Linked DNA regions of Gossypium hirsutum: region 1 is linked to region 2. Evidence: chromatin contacts called from public Hi-C data. All regions are on one chromosome and are shown on one strand. The core of a region is the stretch at or near the end of the contact, and the rest is flanking DNA. Distances in the headings are between cores, read along the strand shown.

Region 1 (3,235 bases), core at 102-2,601, 270 kb before region 2:
GGCGTTTTTGTAAAGGTGCCGCTAATGCCGGGGCTTTAGCGGCGTTTTTGAAAAAGCACCGCTAATGCTCAGGGATTTAGCGACGTTTTTGAAAAAGCGCCGCTACTGCTAGGGGATTTAGCGGCTTTTTTAAAAAAGCGCCGCTAATGCTCAGGGATTTAGCGGCGTTTCTGAAAAAGCGCCGCAAAAACATTTTATCTGTCTATTTACTATTTAATGGTTTATTTATATTAATTAAAATTCAATTTATTTTTAATTGAATATTTGTTAAAAATGGATAAATTTGAAATAATGACACGTAGAAATAATTTGAAATAAAAAACATAAAAAAATATTTGTTAAAAATGGAAAAATTAAAATACTATTATTTAAAATAATTTTAAATTTTTTTGGGTACATTACTAATTGTTTTTTAATTTATATATTAAATAATTTCTTATATAATCGTAAAAGAGATAGTATTAATTTTAAAATATTGAATTAATTATCACTATAGTTTAGGGTTTTTGGTTTAGGGTATATGACTAATTTAAGATTTAAGGCCGGTTTAGGAGTTAATAGTGTAAGGTTTAGGAAGTATGGATTTAGGGATTATGGTTTAAGGGTTGAGATTTAAGGTTTAGGGGTTAGGGGTTAGGGGTTAGGGGTTAAGGGTTAAGAGTTAGGGATTTAGGGTTTAGGGATTTAAGAGTCGAGTTAGGGTTTAGATTAGTTATTTTTTAATTAATATATTAAATATGTTTTTATATAATTGTAAAAGAGATAATAATAAATTTAATATATTGAAATTAAATTATTTAAGAGAATATAATAAATAGACTTTATATGTATTGAATGGTTAATTTAGGGTTTAAGGTTAAGGTTTACTTGAGATTTGTTAAATGATAAAATTTTATACAATTAATTAATGCCTTTATATTTAAAAATATTTAATCTAAACCATTTAATATATTTAAATATTAGTTTAAATAGAATTAATAAATAAGTTAAAAAAATTAATAGATTGATATGGATATATAGGTAATTATTTAATTTGGATAGGACCAAATTATAAGAAATAAAAATAAAATACAAAAATAAAATTGAAATAAAAAACTAAATTTTATAATTTTATCTAATTCTTATAAATATTACTTAAAATTTAATAATTATTTATTTAAAATTTATATGAAAGATACAATAATTAAATATTAAAAATATGCGAGCTTTAGCGGCGTTTTTAGCAAAAAAACGTCGTTACTATATACAAACGACGTCGTTTTGTTCAAAATAAATTAATTTTTGTGGTATTTTTATACAAACTCTGCAAAAGGTAAGCCGCAAAAAAAATCATTTTAATTTAAAAAAATCACACCATTTCCCCAAAAACAGATCAAAATCGACACCATTTCAAGAGAAGATAAACGGCGCCGTACCAAATCTAGGGCAAACAACCCCTCTTATGGTTAAAATGCTCTCATTTTTCAACCAAATCCAAACCCTAAATTGCGCCTCTCCCAATTTCTTCTTCACTTTGAGGTTTGAGTAGATCGATCATTTCCAGAGAATTCACTCAAGGACTGGAAATCCCTTCAACTCAATGCTCTTTTTTGACGATGAGGATAGGAACATACAAGCTGTAAGAACGAGTTTTCCTATCTTCTCGATTTTCCTGTTCTTTTGTTTTTATAACGCTGATTTTGGATTCTGGGTATTTGTATTTGTTTTTATAACAAGATGAATTGTTCGTTCATTTTTCTTCATAGACCAGTTTTTCAATGTGGAATGACATATAACTCTAGATTATTTTTCAAGGGAAAAGATGAATGTAGAGTTTATTTATGTCTTCAAGCCCAAAGTTTTTCAAATGTTCTTTTCTAGTCTAGAAAGGAAATTATTTGTTTTTACATTTAGCATGGTCTGTTTTGGTAGGTTTCTGAATGTGACAAGCAGAAGAAACCTGAGAAGGGATCTGTAACTTTGGAGGAAATAGGAAAAAGAAATACCAGTGCTGGAAATACTGCAGATGGTACTCAACTAGATGCAGAGATTGCTGGTCCAGAGAACATTAATGTAACAATATATAGTTTTATATATTGAAACAATATAAGAAGGCTACTTATCCAATACCGACCAATGATTCTGTTCAATTCGTTTACTTGATATGTAACATGATAACTAAATGTCTTATGTTGGAGAAGAAAAAAATGGAGCAAAAGGGACTGGGAAGAAGGCTACAATCAAGTATGTTTTTATTATATTTTTAAAGTTTCTTTTTCTGGGTTTGATATTTGAATGTTTTGATAGGATGGATTCTTTTTCTTTTTTTCTCTAATTTTGGTGGAAAGGGTGGGTTTTATCTCTGAACTGTGGTTTCTGTGACCGAAATTGAGTATAAAAATCGTAGGTTATAAGGTGTGCATTGGATGTTAATTTTATTAATTTAACTAGAGAGGAAATAAGAGACCGGCTAAGTTTGTTGGCAGTAATTGTTGTAAGATTGGATGTGCTTGATGGATGATTTAAGAGTGATTTTGAGTTGTGGACATGAGTTTCTCGATATATAGATGACAGAATCTTGAGTTATTACTAAGTGGTTCCTTACTTAAGTAGCTTGATTGAGGATCTTAGTATAGAGAGAATATCCTTTTCCCAGTTCTTATCGGTTTACTTCTGATAATTGTGCAGAATGATAGGTTTATTTCTTATTTTGTAGTCTCTGTCTAGAATTCTTGCTCTGAAGTTTGTCTATTTTATACGAGTTGAGTTTTCATGGTTTGCTGTTGCATTGTTTCTTCTATTCTTTGTTTTGTTATTGGAACTATTTCCAATTGTCTGGTTTACTTGAAATCCGATATTTGATTAAAGGGACCAAGTAGAGAGCACAAGTGAGAGCGAAGGCAGTGTAAGTGATGAAGTGCTTGTTGTTCCTTATAATAACTTAGCACCTATGTCTTGTGGTAATATTTTCTCATTATTCTTCTACTTGTGAATTTATTGTATTCCAAATATAACATCAAGAAAAATATAACAGTACATTAGAGTTCAGCAGATATTGCTGAATCTAAACAGCTTTTGGATAAGCTTGTTGTGGTGAAGTATAATGGAGCTTTGGGAAAGAATATGGGTTTCGGTGGTCCCAAGTAAGTAATTATCTAACTTCTGGAAGTTTGATACTTATTTTTTTTCTAAGAAAAGAGAAGCATTTCTTGATGATTCCATAGTTATATATTAAAGACTTGCCTCTACATAAATG
Region 2 (3,275 bases), core at 525-3,024:
ACTAGATTTGAGCCTAAATTAACAGTCCTCATACTACCAAAACTAGTAGGCTTAGCAGGCCCCATAGAGGACTTAAGGCCTGCACTTCCCCCACGGCCTGCACCATTACTAAAGCTCAAACCTTCTTTAGGCATTTCCTTAACCTTAGCCTTATTACCACCCAAAGCCTTATTCGCCTTCTCCTTCTCCTTTCCCCCTGAAATTCCTTCATCAGCCTCACCATTACCATTTCCCATCTCCCCCACCGCATTTAGTGCCATGAATCTGGATCCTAACGGTTCCTTCCTAGTTTTCACCACGTCATTATCCCGTAAATCCCTTTGACTACGCTGTGATTTCCTTTTCACCAATATTCATGGTCCGTACTCCGATCCTATCCTTCATTCTACTCCACCGACGACCTCGCTTAAGTTAGCAACCACTGCTTCTACATTACTTTTCTAGGTCAGATTTACCACCACTGACAGGCACAAATCCTTGACGTGCCCGTACTTACTGTAAAAAAACATATTGTTGAAGCGCCTCATATTCCACTCATTAGACGATGCCGTCGACCATAACCTGAGAAAGAAAATGCTTGTCAATGTTAATAAACATAGCCAGACGAGCGAACTGGCCTCTGGTTCTGCTATCAGTTTAAAAAATCCAGTTTTGCCACTTTTTCGACTAGCCCCCTGATGACCTCTATGTCTTCGATTTATATATAAATCTCGAGAGTTTCGATAGCCGGGTCCAAGCCATCACCACGCTGGGATATGGCTACGATGAAGTAAAATCTTTAGTCCAAGGTTGAACAGTAAGGTACTGGCCGTAAATGATCCATGGTCCCTGAGTCAATACTCGATTATAATCTTTATTGTTCTGAAACCTAACAAAAAAATAATTGTTTTCTATGTCCATGAGATGGAATGGTTTTGTAGGTTTCCATAGGCTGCTTATTTGATTATGAAGAGTGTTATAGCCAATGCTTCGCCCTAAAAGCTTGAGTACGACCGTCAATTCCATCTCTTTGAAGAGAATTTCTTAAATACTGTCCGAGAAGACAATTGCTGGAATCCCATTGACCATGGTCGTACTCACATCACCTTCTAACAACTCAAAATCACTTTCACTTCCCTCGCTAGGGTCATTACAAGCCATACCAAAAATGACTGCTCCTCCCCCTAAAAGCTTGTCCTTCCAAGACAAATTCGGGATTAGATAAGAGTCCACAACCATAGTAGCAACCTCTCCATCGATTCCTTCCTTAATCTCACTTTCTTAGTGTTCCGATCCCCATCAGATCTAGAATCACTAGCACCTCCGTTATCAGAATTTTGCATATTTTAAGAGCTTTTTTCTTTGACCATTCTTTATGCTTCCTTGTCAATCAACTTTTTAAAACCGTTGATAAATTTTTACTTTAACCCTTAATAAAACGGTCGAAAGAAAATTTATAAATGATCCAAATGAGAATATTTAAGGAATTAATAATATTAATTAAAACATTTAGTAGTATCTAAAATGATGATACCTATTTTGATGCATTAAGTGTATTAAGCAAGGGAGATTAGATGCAGAATGGTGAGATTTTGTTTAAATGATGATAGTTTAATGAACTGGAAAATAAATCCAATAAAAACAGATTACAATTATCCAATTTAATACAGATAATAAATAAATTTGAAGATTACAACTATCCAATCCCCATAGAAAGTTTGCAGATATTATAAGCAATATTTATAACTCCTTTCCTTATATTTAGTGCAAACATTTTCATTCAAACCCCGAAACAAAGAAATAGGATTAAATTGACAAATTTATAAAATTAAGATCTAAATTTGTAGTTTATCCAATAGCTTATTTTAATGTGTGTTTTAAAAGTTCAGAGAGGAAAAAGAGAGCTCGTCTACAGTTGATAAACCAACTAAACTTCCTCTTCAATCCTTCCATCCTTGCACTCCTGATGGACCAACAGCAACCACCGCCGCCAACCCCTAATGCTCCTCCTCCTTCCTCCGCCGTCGACCCACCTCCGCAACCACAGCCGCAGCCACAAATTCAACAACAAACAACGCCAACGCCCCCGTCCTCAACATCCTCTACCGCAATCCCTAACCCTAACCCCAACCCTATCCCGAAACCCTTACCTTCCGCCATACCACCACCGAAACAGCCGCCGCAGCCTAAACCAGCTCTCCCCTCTCATCAGCCAAGATCCGCCGCTGCATTCTCGAGGCCATGGCAACAGCACTCTGCCCAGTTCACTCATTTCTCTTCCTCTTCTCCTTCCGCCTCATCGTCTCCTTCCCCTTCACTTTCCTCTCAGCCGCGAGGCAGCATTGCCCTCGGTGTTCCTTCGTCCCATTCTGGCCCCTCGCCTCCTTCTCCTTCACCTCCGCAATCCACTCCGTTTACCGGTTCCTTTGGCCATTCCTTCGGTGGAACCTCTAGTTCCAATGTTTCCCAGGTTGGATTTTAAGCTTGTGGGTTATTTTCACTCACGATTTTGAGCTTTTGATGCTGAAATTTCCTCTTCTTGTGATATTTCTTTTTCATAGGCAAGGCCAATGATGCGAGGAATAGGGATGGGATCATCAGTTGGTTCAAGTTCACAAATGAGACCAGGTGGGATTTCTGCTCAGCATCAACAAAGGCCTTTGCAATCATCTCTTAGACCAACATCTTCACCAACTAGCCAGTCCCCTTCTACCCAAGTTAGTATTATTTTTAAGGATTAATGTATATTATTTCTTTTTATTAATTTAAATGACATTGATTTTTTGTCAATAATGTTCTAATAATGCTAAAAAATGTTAGTTGAATTTAAATGGTCGCAGTAATAACAGTTTTAGCATATTTTAATAGAGTTCTTAATAATGTTTTAGATTTTTAAGGCTGCTTAGAACTGTTGGTTGAATCTAGAAAATACTAATCCTTTCTCCCTGACTTGTATTATTATTTTTAATCTTAATTTGAATATAGTATTGGTAGGTTGAAGTAAGCTGCTTTAAGGAGTTCGTCAAGAGAGCTAAGGTGTTATTATCTACTATATAACACATTGTGGTTGCCAACAACCTCTTGGCTTCATAGCCAGATTCTTGTATTGTGTGGCATGAGACCTAGGGTTCGATCCTTAGCATACCAATCCCCATTCTCCTATCATCGAATGTGAAAGAAAAGAACACATTATTGTCATCATGATTATAAATGTTGGGTGAATTTGTGTTTGATGCCTTTCCTTGAATATTATGTGACCTTTTTTTTCCTTGTTTTCTTTTTCATTTTTTTGTAGA

The links. Hi-C and Micro-C count contacts between places; a contact is called where the count stands out from the background.
Region 1: a contact with region 2 is called in a Hi-C map of leaf, with 2.8 times the contacts expected there. The contact joins the promoter of LOC107949479 here to the promoter of LOC107949460 in region 2. A contact is called at or near these places in 4 of 34 Hi-C or Micro-C datasets (all in leaf).

Annotation. Positions count from the first base shown.
Region 1 is chrD01:33,077,335-33,080,569 of Gossypium_hirsutum_v2.1, reverse strand. LOC107949479 (UTP--glucose-1-phosphate uridylyltransferase) reads left to right here and starts at 1,351. Exons shown (of 4, transcript XR_005908960.1): 1 at 1,351-1,618; 2 at 1,912-2,884; 3 at 3,014-3,122.
Region 2 is chrD01:32,804,801-32,808,075 of Gossypium_hirsutum_v2.1, reverse strand. It overlaps LOC107949460 (transcription initiation factor TFIID subunit 12), which reads left to right and starts at 1,774. Exons shown (of 9, transcript XM_016884113.2): 1 at 1,774-2,449; 2 at 2,541-2,696; 3 at 3,275. The coding sequence starts at 1,946.